Linked DNA regions of Canis lupus: region 1 is linked to region 2. Evidence: chromatin contacts called from public Hi-C data. All regions are on one chromosome and are shown on one strand. Each heading gives the region's core, a stretch centred on a gene start, on an enhancer-like site or on the middle of the called end of the contact. The rest is flanking DNA. Distances are from core to core; before and after follow the strand shown.

Region 1 (5,459 bases), core at 1,982-4,481, 140 kb before region 2:
GAGATGCCCCATAAATATGGGTTCACTCCGTGGAGGAAGGGAACGAGGCCTCCTCATCATGGTTAACATGAAGGCTTGCCAGGAGACCAATTCCTCACAGCTTACCTTCACTTAATTGCTGTCAAGGCCCCCAGGTCTCTCCTTTCCTTTCAAGAAAAGAATAAAATCTACTCAATGAACCAATGAACATGTAGCAGCACGGCAAGAAACTACACTGCTACTTTCTGGACACCCTTGTATTATTCCGAGCAAAGAAATAAAATCTTCCCAAATTTCAAAAACTTGCACACTGTCATACATGCTGTCTGCAACATTTGTCTCTTGTTAATTTTTTTTTTTTTCTGGCTTTCGTCTGAAGTGTCTCTCAAGTTTTGGCAATTTTGAGTCTTCTGGTTACCATGGAAATAGGAAACAATGATCTCGTGGAGATTAAGAGGAGGGGGACGGGTTTCTCTTGGGGTTCTGGAGTTTTTCTCCTTTGATAGTATCTGTGAGTTGAGAGAATGTTGATTTGGAGGCAGTGTTTCTGTGTCACCAACAAATGCTTATTTTTGTGCCATGTTTTAAAGATAAACATGCCCTGTTCCAGGTGCAGGCTCTTGGTTTATCCTTAAGGCAAGTTCAAACTGTGGAGCATGAACTGTCCAGTCTAAGTGAGAAAGAACCTTTACCTCCTCCTTCCACATACCTTCAGAAAGCTTCAGATATTGTATAAGGCTCTGGCTCTTTCTGGCACATTGGCATGTTGGGTTACAAGGAATATTACTATATGCAGGGTCAATTTTATTTTTTTCTTTCTCTGTTTCATGAGTAAATGATACTTATATTTTTTAATTTCTTAACTTCCAGAGCAGCAAATAAGCACGTGATGTTGCTCTTTATTGCTGTTGTTCCATAATCTTGGTAGTTGATAGTTGCTCATACCGACAGAAAACTTGACCAGTAATAACAAAACTTGAAAAATCTGGGAAAGGAAGAAAATTGTTTGTTTGCCAAAGTCCACAATTTTACCTCCTCTCAGAATGGCTTCATTTCTTTCAGAAACTGAGAACCACGTGCACGTCTATGGCTATATAAAGCTTGGTGTTTAATACATTCTATAATAACCCTCATTGTAATTTTTCCATATCTTATGTCACCACAAAGGTTCCAAGTTCCCTGGAGGACAGGCATGGAAGATTCTTTTTTTTTTTTTTTTAAAGACTTTATTTATTTATTCATGAGAGACACACAGAGAGAGGCAGAGACACAGGCAGAGGGAGAAGCAGGCTCCACGCAGGGAGCCCGATGTGGGACTAGATCCCAGGTCTCCAGGATCTCACCCTGGGCCAAAGGCAGATGCTCAACCACTGAGCCACCCAGGGATCCCAGCATGGAAGATTCTAACACCAACTCCTGCTTCCTTGCTGCATGGAAGTCCAGCCTGCGGCACCTGATGGATGGCTCACCCCTGCAATTCCCCACCTTACCTACCCCACTCCAACTACTTTTCCTTGCCTGTAATTTTGCCTGAGGAATATCCAGAAGCATCTCCCTTAAAAATGTGTTTGAGTAAGGCTCTGTCTCCAGACTGAAGATATTTCTCTCAATTTACAATTCACCTCTTAGAGATTTGGTTCTTTTGGACCTTAATGAGCCCCCTTTGAAAAGTATCAATACCCCCTGGAAGGCTAAGGCTGACAGCCATTATCAATTTATAATCCCAAGGAACTAAAACCGACTGCCAACCCCTCCCTCAACCCCCAGGGAAAATTAAATTCAGGACAGGCACTCGGGGTGGTGCTCATAAAGAGAGGGGCTCTGGGGTGTGGGTGGGGAGCAATGAATGAACATCTTAAGTTTCACATTCTTCAATTCGTGTCTGTCCCTGAAGTTCCCTTCCCTTCTTTTCCCTGCCTTGTTCCACCTCTGTCCCTCTTACCTAGGCCTAGCTATGTGTATGACTGTGTGTGTGTGTGTGTGTGTGTGTGTTCTATCTGTGTGTGCGTGCAGATGTCTGTATATATCCCCAGGTCTTTGACTTGACACTGTCTAGCAGTGTAACCAAAAAAAAAAAAGAAAAGAAAAAATTAATTCAGATTACTTGTTGGATGATTTAGGTATTTTCAGCTTCATTAACAGCTAATCACCACACAATGGATTACTCAACCAGGGTTTGAAATATGCCTCCAAGGTGGCTAGACTAACTGGAATGATCGCGTAAGGGGACTTCAGGCGGGTATCATATACACACAGCTATTATGTCTTTGTGGGAACATGCGTTTGCGTATGAATTGTCTGTGCATGTTCTTGGCAGGTCCCCTTTCTTGTTCTCCATTCCCTGCCCCCTCCTCCACTCCAGCCTTTGCCAGGTCTGCCTACAGATCCCCCCGGTCTTGGAGCCTCCCAGAGAGCAGTGAGAGCTCATTTAGGTCCAGCGGCCTCCTGAGAGGAGTGTCCCAGTGTGCCCTCCGGTGAGCCAGACGGGCCAACTGCACCCCAACAGGGTTCAGAGCCTGGCTGGGAGGTGAAAGATGGGTAGCCAGAAGGCTTGGAACTGTGCCACTGGGGACGCAGCCAGGTGTCTTGCCGCCCTCAGAAAATGCTCCTCTTGCCCTGCCCTAAGGAACAAATTACCAGCACAGACAGAAGCGTGACCCTGGAGCCAGTTTTCTGTGGATTCTTTCTCCAACCGCTGAAAATATTCTGGTGGATACGGAGGTTGGCCTGGTGTGGGAGAAGATGACACACCACCACCTTCACCTCCACCCTCTCCCCGCCCCTGCAGCACGCACACATGCACACATGCACACACGCACACACACGCACACACACCCCGGATCCCAGCTCCACCGATGGCTTTGGCCAACGACGCGGCCTCCCCTAAGTGGCCGCAGATTGAGGTAGGCGTCCACAAACAGGTTCTGTTTTTACAGGTCTGGCGCAAACCACGAAGTCCTCCGGCCACACAAAGTGCTCTGTGGGCAGGACTAGCCAGTTTGCCCTCGACAGCAACCACTTTCATGGCTGGTTGGACTTGTCAGGGATTTTTCTCTTAACATTTGTCAATGACCATTGTCAGGTGTTGCTAGGGTTGCAGGAGAAAGGATTCGCTCGATTGGCTGAGCGGCCGGATTCTGTGGCCAATCCAAAGGCTGTGCCTGGGGGAGGGGGACTCAGCATGATAGAACAATATCAAGCATAGGCAGACACATTCCGGGTACTAATAAGGCGTCTGGAAAAATGGAATTATAGTGTGCAGGAATCCCTTGCCCCTCTACAGCTCCAGCCATGGCTTGGTTGCCGTTCAAAGTGCTAACGCCTAAGTTAAAGTCATTCCCAGATTGGAGGAAATCAAGATTTCAAAACAGGGGAGTAGCAATTGTAAGGAGGAAGTAAAACTCCTTGCTCATTGTGTTTTACAGCCTTCCTTAGCAAAACTGCTGAATTGTAATTTGAAATATTCCACCCTTTCAAATAAATTAAGTGCAGCCCTTAAAAACAGGAAATGAGAGAGGCGCACACGTATTGTCAACTAAACATTCACAGACCTCGCAGCACAGAGCGAAGCTGAAAATCACAGAACAGTCCCTATGAGTTCACTGTAGGAGGATGACAGCAAGGGTCACCACCAAGGGAGACCTTCTGCCTCTCCCGGCTCACTCTTGGGCTGAAACCTGAATGCTAATTAGGAGCCAAATGAAAGACAAACATCGGCTTGAAGGGAAATTTGGATCTTAGAAGATCAGAGATATTCTGGGATTCAGATAAACCCTGTGGTACTCAGGGAACTGAGAGTGTACTTGACGGCTGCACCCTCCCTTTAGAACACACAGCTGCCAGTGGGCCAGGTGTTCCTGCAGGAACTCAGGTAACGGATCAAAAGCAAACAGAATTATCTTGCCTAGAAAATAAGTTAAGCTTCTGTACCGTCCTGATTTCCCGCCCAGTTATCAACATGATCTCCAAACTTTAGTGTTTTTATTGGCAGTTTGGACGCAGTCACAAGAAAAGTTTCTGTAGTCTTCTTCTTCCCTACTGGGCCTCTCCCTTTGCTCTCAGACCTATTCCTTGGAAGATGGAGCTGCCATCCAAGAAGAGAGAAAGGAAGAGGGGAAAGGCAGGAGAGAGAGAAAGGGAGGAGGGGGAGAAGGAAGGAAGAAAGAAAGAGGAGGAAAGAATCAGTGTTCGTTTCCCATGGGTCCCATCCCTGCAGCGTCCACATCTCTTAGCCGGTGCAGGCTCTTCTGCTGGTGAAGGAGCCCACAGCCCAGCCAAGCCAACTGAGCTTCATTTCAGGCTGAAACAGGGTTTTGGAGTTCTGCATTTTACTTTATATACATTTTGAAGTAGCTCAGGATGAGAAAAAAAAGAAAGAAAAAGAAAAGAAAGAAATAAAGAAGAAAGAAGAAAGAAAGAAAGAAAGAAAGAAAGAAAGAAAGAAAGAAAGAAAGAAAGAAAGAAAGAAAGAAAGAAAGAAAGAAAGAAAGAAAGAAAAAGAAAGAAAGAAAGAAGAAAAAAAGAAAAAGATTCTAAGACTGAGTTTTGGACAATTTCACCTCCCACTCCCACTGGTATAAAGAAGAATATGCATGAGCAGAAAAATGGTCTTGAGGAGGGTTGGCAATAAAACTGTTAAGAATTGCACAGAAAGTACAGCTTCACATTGGAGTACCCACTTAAGTCTACCCACACTGCCGGCCAGGGAGACCGACCTAGCCCACTTTACCCAAGATCCCCGAGAGCCTCGGGGGAGACAGTAAAATAGCAGGAATCACTATTCCAAGGGGGAAGAAACTTGGAGAATATTTTCAGTTCACTTTTCGGTTGCATGTGTTGCTAAATGCAGATATTTGCGCTGTTGGCAACGTCTTAGGAAGTGATTTAACCCACTTGCATCGCCAGGCATAATTTATCATGTGGCCCTGTGACTTTAACCCCATTCATTTCTCCCTTCTGATTACTTCAATCATGTTTGTGTATGCATTACTTAGGACATGTCTTTATTTCAGAGACCCTGAAATCCTACTTGATTTTTCTAACTCAGAACCTAGTCTTCTCTCATCCTGACCTTATCTGCTCTCTTCAGGAACAATTCCAGGAGGCCAGGAAATCTTACCACCCACATCTAATCTTCACACTCAAGCAATTGGATGAGGACTGGTGGGTTAGGAAACTCATCCTCTCCCGGCCTGGCAGGCACACCCACATAGTCATTGGTGAGTATTCTCCGGGGTTAGAACTGCCCAGAGCTTTGCAAATTGGTGTTCTCTCTCTCCCTAGTGCCTATTTCAAGATAACTTTCAATGAGAGCCGTACAGTCAGTTACCAAAATAGCTGGTTATGAAAACCTACTGGATCAATGAAAAACAAAAATCTGACTGCCTGTTTCAACCTGCAGTCAACCAGCAGAGATCATGCACTGAAGTCGGAGCCCTTTTCTTCCCTGAATCGGCCGCTAATAAAGAAGGAAAGCATTT
Region 2 (4,965 bases), core at 1,819-4,318:
GGACAAATCTTTGGATATTAAGGAAGAACAGGGATTTTGGCCGGGTGTGTTTAGAATTCTGCTCTATTTTTCAAGTTTCTGATTCCTTATCTGTAAAATGGGTATAAGAACACTATCATTTGGGATTGTTTAGTCTCGAGATAACAGATCTGAGGCATCTAGCCCAGTATCTGGTGCATAATGAGTACTAATAGTTTTTAAGAAATTATTATTCTTTAATATGATCTTGCAAATACCAGTAAAACCTGATTATTACTTTTTAAATCAACAATTGTAATTATTAAGAAATGCATTTTTGGGGCACCTGCGTTGCTCGCTCAGTTAATCGTTCTTGATTTCGGCTCAGGTCATGATCTCAAGGTCTTGAGATAAAGCCCCATGTCCGACTCCATATCAGAGGGGAGGATGCTTCTCTCTTTCCTTCGACCCCCCCTTCCTCCAAACAATAAAATCTTTAAAAAAAAAACAAGAAATATATTTTCATTATGTTTCAATGAAAGGAAAAAAATAAAACTTAAAGAAAGCAATTTTGTCAAATAAAGTCAAATATGTGAAGTGTTAACTGCAGAGAAATAAACACAAAATCTTGAGTAGGTAGGAAAGTTCTCAAGATCATTAGTCAAGTCTAGATTTTAATAACAGAATCTTACTCTGGTTTTACTCATTCATGATGTTTTCTTTTTCATTCACAATTTTGAAGAGTCAAGGTGAAATCTAACTTTGTACCATCAGGAGAAAAATACTTTTTGAACAAATGACAGAGTAGGGCTTACCTTCTTAAGAGAGAAAAAAAGATTAAAATTTTGTAATGTTCTTTTTTTCAAGATAACTAGGGTGAATGGGGAGGGTGGTGTGATACACTACCAAGGAATTATGCCAAGATAAACTGTTCTTAATAGTGTAGGGTTCTGATAACTGGTTCAAGTTACATGAATAAGATTTCTTAATAAATACAAGCCGAGCTTATTTCCTTGTTATCCTAAGTTGGCATTCTAAAGGACATTTGTGAAAGAAAAAAAACCCAAAAGAATCTTTTCAAATAAAGAATAAGACCTTAAGAAAATTGGCTATGTTTCCACTGAGTTCCCGGTTCTGCTGCCACTTACGAAACATAAGTTAGAAAAATGGCCAAACCCAGTCCAACTGACATAATTTTAAAGCTGAAAGAACACCAGAGATAACCTGTGTACATTCCACATAAGGAAGAGGAAACAGGCTCAGAGTGACTTACCAGTGTATACAGATATACCAGTGTATACAGCAGAGACAAGGCCTGGGAACCTCAACTCACAAGCTAGGACTCCTGACTACAGAAAACAGCGCACAGTACCTGAACCTTCACACCACCTTTCTTTCTTTCTTTTTCTTTTCTTTTTCTTTTTTTAATATTTATTTATTTATTCATGAGAGACACACAGAAAGGCAGAGGCAGAGACACAAGCAGAGGGAGAAGCAGGCTCCATGCAGGGAGCCCGATGTGGGACTCGACCCCGGGTCTCCAGGATCACTCCCTGGGCCGAAGGCAGACACCTGCTGAGCCACCCAGGCGTCCCCTTCACACCACGTTTCATTAAGGCACTGCAGGTTGCATTAAGGGGCTCATCCCTGGCAACCCCTATGCTATTCCTGGGCTTGCATCCTGGCGCTGAAAACTAGGTAAGCAGTATTAGGCTGTGAAGGCAAGGTCTAGACTACAACCAGCTATAGAGCTTACTTCTTATGCATCTTTTCTTGCAGCCCAAGACTCCAATGCATTTAACAGGAGAAGCAGCAGAGCAAACTACTGGGAAGGCGGTAATTGGGTATACTGCGGATCCAAGATTAAAAAAAAATCACGCACACCTTGCCTCTGCACTGAAGGACGTTAAAATGCATTCTGACCCTGCCTGGAACTACTATTTGAGCAAGTTTTTAGAAATCACATAGTCAGTGATTTCTAGCAAGTAAAGTTTTCTGTATACACAATCCAGTGGCTGAGTCTGCTCCTTCCAGCTACTACAGGTACAGGCGGGGTCCAAGCAGCATAAGCTCTGAAACCATCACCCACGTTTCCAAACAAGAATGAGTAAGAAAACAACTGCTGCTAACACAACACACAAACATTAACGTATGCCCGACGGACAGTAGTTTAGTTTTTTTTGCCAAAAAGCCTGTTGCCTGGTAAATAATAGTTACTGCTGTTCCATCTAAACTAGTTATGCATGTCACAGCTTGCTCCTCAAAGAGAACGTTCTATAGTCTTTCAAGAATAAAAACCTGCTTTACTTGGCACATGAAAGTGAAGAGGTCTTGCAACACTCGCGAGCAAGCGGCAGAGAGAGCGAGCAGCTCAGTGCAAGCAATCACAAAACCTGGTCACCAACCAAACCAGAGTTAATCCCTCAGTTTCCTGTAGATTAGAAGACAGTGTTAAAGTGGCTCTTTCTGCTGGTTGACTTTTGCATCCCTGGATTCGTGTACTGAAAGAGCAAGCATCTCTGCCGGAACTCTACGCCCAGACGGTTCATTGGCCGAGTTCACTTTGGGGCAAGCACGGAGCATTTCGTGTGTGTGTGTGTGTGTGTGTGTGGTGTGAAAGGAGTTAGGGTCTCAAATTCAAAACAAACCACAAAAACCCCCTCTTCGCACAGCCTGCTTGCATTTCCCCTCAGGAACAAGGTCCAGGGGATCCACCACGGTCGGGCTCCCGGCCTGCGGTCCTGTCCAACCAGAAGAGGCAGGGGCTGGGGCGGGGTGGCCCGGGAGGACGGGCTCGCCCGGATCCTCCGACGGTCGCTCGGTGACCCTCACCTGGGCTCGGGGCGGCTTGTGGAGACCAAGCGCTACCGGTCCGGGGGGTGTTTCCAGGGGCTCCAGACCTCACCCGTCGGGGCCCTGCACCAACCGCCGGCTCCTGGCTGACCTCGGGGGCAGAGACGGACGCCCCGCGGCGCCCCGGCGCGGCTCCCGGCGTCCTCCCGCGCCTCCACCTCGCCCCTGGGCCCCCGCAGGAGGCGCCGGACTCGGGCTCCCCGCAGAGGCCTCACCCGCCGCTCGCTGCCCCGGGCGCCGCCCCGCCCCCGCGAGCCCCGCAGGCCGGGGTCCCGGGACCCGCACCGCAATGGCGCCGCCGGAAACTGGCCCCTCGACTTCCTCGGGCCCCCTGCGGGCTGGGGCCGGCCGGGGGGCGGGACGCGCCAGCCGCGGCTTCCGCCTTCCTGCTTCCGGCCTGGAGGTGAGTTGGGAGTCGGGGGTCTGAGCCCGCGGTCGCGGCCGTGAAGGGGGGCGCCGGGCCAGCCCGCGCGCCCGGAGGAGGCCCGAGCTGCGGCGGGACCACGCCCGGATGCCCGGGACCCGCCCGCTCTCGGATTCCCGCCGAGGCCGCTGGGCGAGCTAACGTGGCCCCCTGGGGCGGGCGGCCGGATGGGGTGAGGGAACTAGAGGGAGAAAGGACCCCACCGAGGATGGACGCGACGTGCTGACGGCGGCCACGCACCGTCAGGGCCGCGCGGGGCTGGGCGGACGTGAAGCCGGGCTCGACCCCTCACGGGGGGAGGAGAGTATGACTGACTTCTCCGAGGCGGGGGCCTCGCGGGTTTGGGTCGCGTGCAAGCGCCCGGGAGCCGTGGCGGCCTCTGGGCCGTGGCGGCCTCTGGGCCGTGGCTTTTCTGTCTTAGTGGCTAGAACTTTGCCACGAGCCCGGCCCTTCACTTCCGCGTTACTCTTTTATTTTTCTTCTTCTCAAAGTTTCTTCGATTGTCACTGAATTTTGCCTTAGTCAGTTCGTGACCGTGCTGGAGAAGTTGTGAACCAACAGATGGACCTCCGTGTGGGCCCGAGAATCCCAGGCAGGGGGCGGAGGCCAGGCCCGTTAACAGGGCCCTACCGGCACTTGAACGTTTGAGTATGAAGCGACCGGTGGAGGGATGGTAAAGCCTGTGGCACATGAGAGACAGAGAGAGAGGGGCAGAGACACAGGCTGAGGGGGAAGCAGGCTCCACGCAGGGAGCCCGATGTGGGACTCGATCCTGGGTCTCCAGGGTCACGCCCTGGGCCGAAGGCGGCGCCAAACCGCTCAGCCACCCCGGCTGCCCCTGTGGTACTTTTTTGGAGGTGAAGGGATTGTGGGTGATGATGTGTATTTTCCTTTGGTTTCTGTGAAGAACACGAATTGTGTAGTAGAGTGACCAAAAAAAAAAAGTTCAAAACCTGGGAACGGATATGCTGTAACTTATCAGTGAACTCATTTTTCTCTTTATATGTCAGTGAGCCTCATAGTTTTATTTTGAAGTAATTTAGTAAAATAGTTGTAATTATACCAGTAATTAGGATTTTCTTAGAGGGCATTTGCAGTTGTCATGGATTCTTTCTTCAAATTAGGAAGAGGGGACCCCTGGGTGCCTCAGAGGTTGGGCGTCTGCATTCAGCCCAGGGCTTGATCCTGGAGACCCGGGATCGAGTCCCATGTCGGGCTCCGTGCATGGAGCCTGCTGCTCCCTCTGCCTGTGCCTCTGCCTCTCTCTTTCTCTCTCTGTGTCTCTCGTGAATAAATAAATAAAACCTAAAAAAAAATTAGGAAAGAATAGGTTCTAATGTGTATAGTGTGCTAGGCAATTTTACATGTCATTTATAGGTTGCATAGGTAGGATTTCAAAATAGTCTATTTGAAATTTTCACAATTATCCTAAAAGTTGACTTTTTTCCCTCTTATCTGTTTTCAATACAGAATTTAAACTTTCTCTCACAAGTGTATGGTAGAACTAAAGACGACAGACAAGCAAGAGTCATCTGACACTGTAATTGGCTCACCAGTAATTCCAGGACAAAGTTGGAAAGAACTACTCAAGCATAAGGTAGATGGCTTTTTATATCCCAGCCAAAATTGTGCATGTATGTACACCCATTCCTACCCAAGTATTCTTAATTTTCACCTTTGAATAGAGGTTGACCCAAACACGAAAGGTTGAAAATCAGCCTCTGGGGCAA

The links. A called contact is a pair of places that touch in the nucleus more often than the background predicts.
Region 1: a Hi-C map of blood shows a contact between it and region 2, with 1.6 times the contacts expected there. The contact joins the enhancer-like site here to the promoter of SMIM15 in region 2. A contact is called at or near these places in 2 of 9 Hi-C or Micro-C datasets (amygdala and blood).

The regions. Positions count from the first base shown.
Region 1 is chr2:47,041,568-47,047,026 of UU_Cfam_GSD_1.0, reverse strand. No RefSeq gene overlaps it. Among named protein-coding and RNA genes, the nearest start is that of ZSWIM6, 12 kb to the left of the region's middle. Within about 2 kb of position 3,231, at least 6 of the 20 cell types and tissues checked have an H3K27ac peak or open chromatin away from gene starts, as enhancers often do. A contact at or near this core is called in blood, where this site is marked.
Region 2 is chr2:46,900,077-46,905,041 of UU_Cfam_GSD_1.0, reverse strand. SMIM15 (small integral membrane protein 15) reads left to right here and starts at 3,068. Exons shown (of 3, transcript XM_038530690.1): 1 at 3,068-3,214; 2 at 4,706-4,832. The coding sequence starts at 4,731. It overlaps LOC102151620 (a long non-coding RNA gene), which reads right to left and starts at 3,088. Exons shown (of 8, transcript XR_005355580.1): 1 at 2,791-3,088.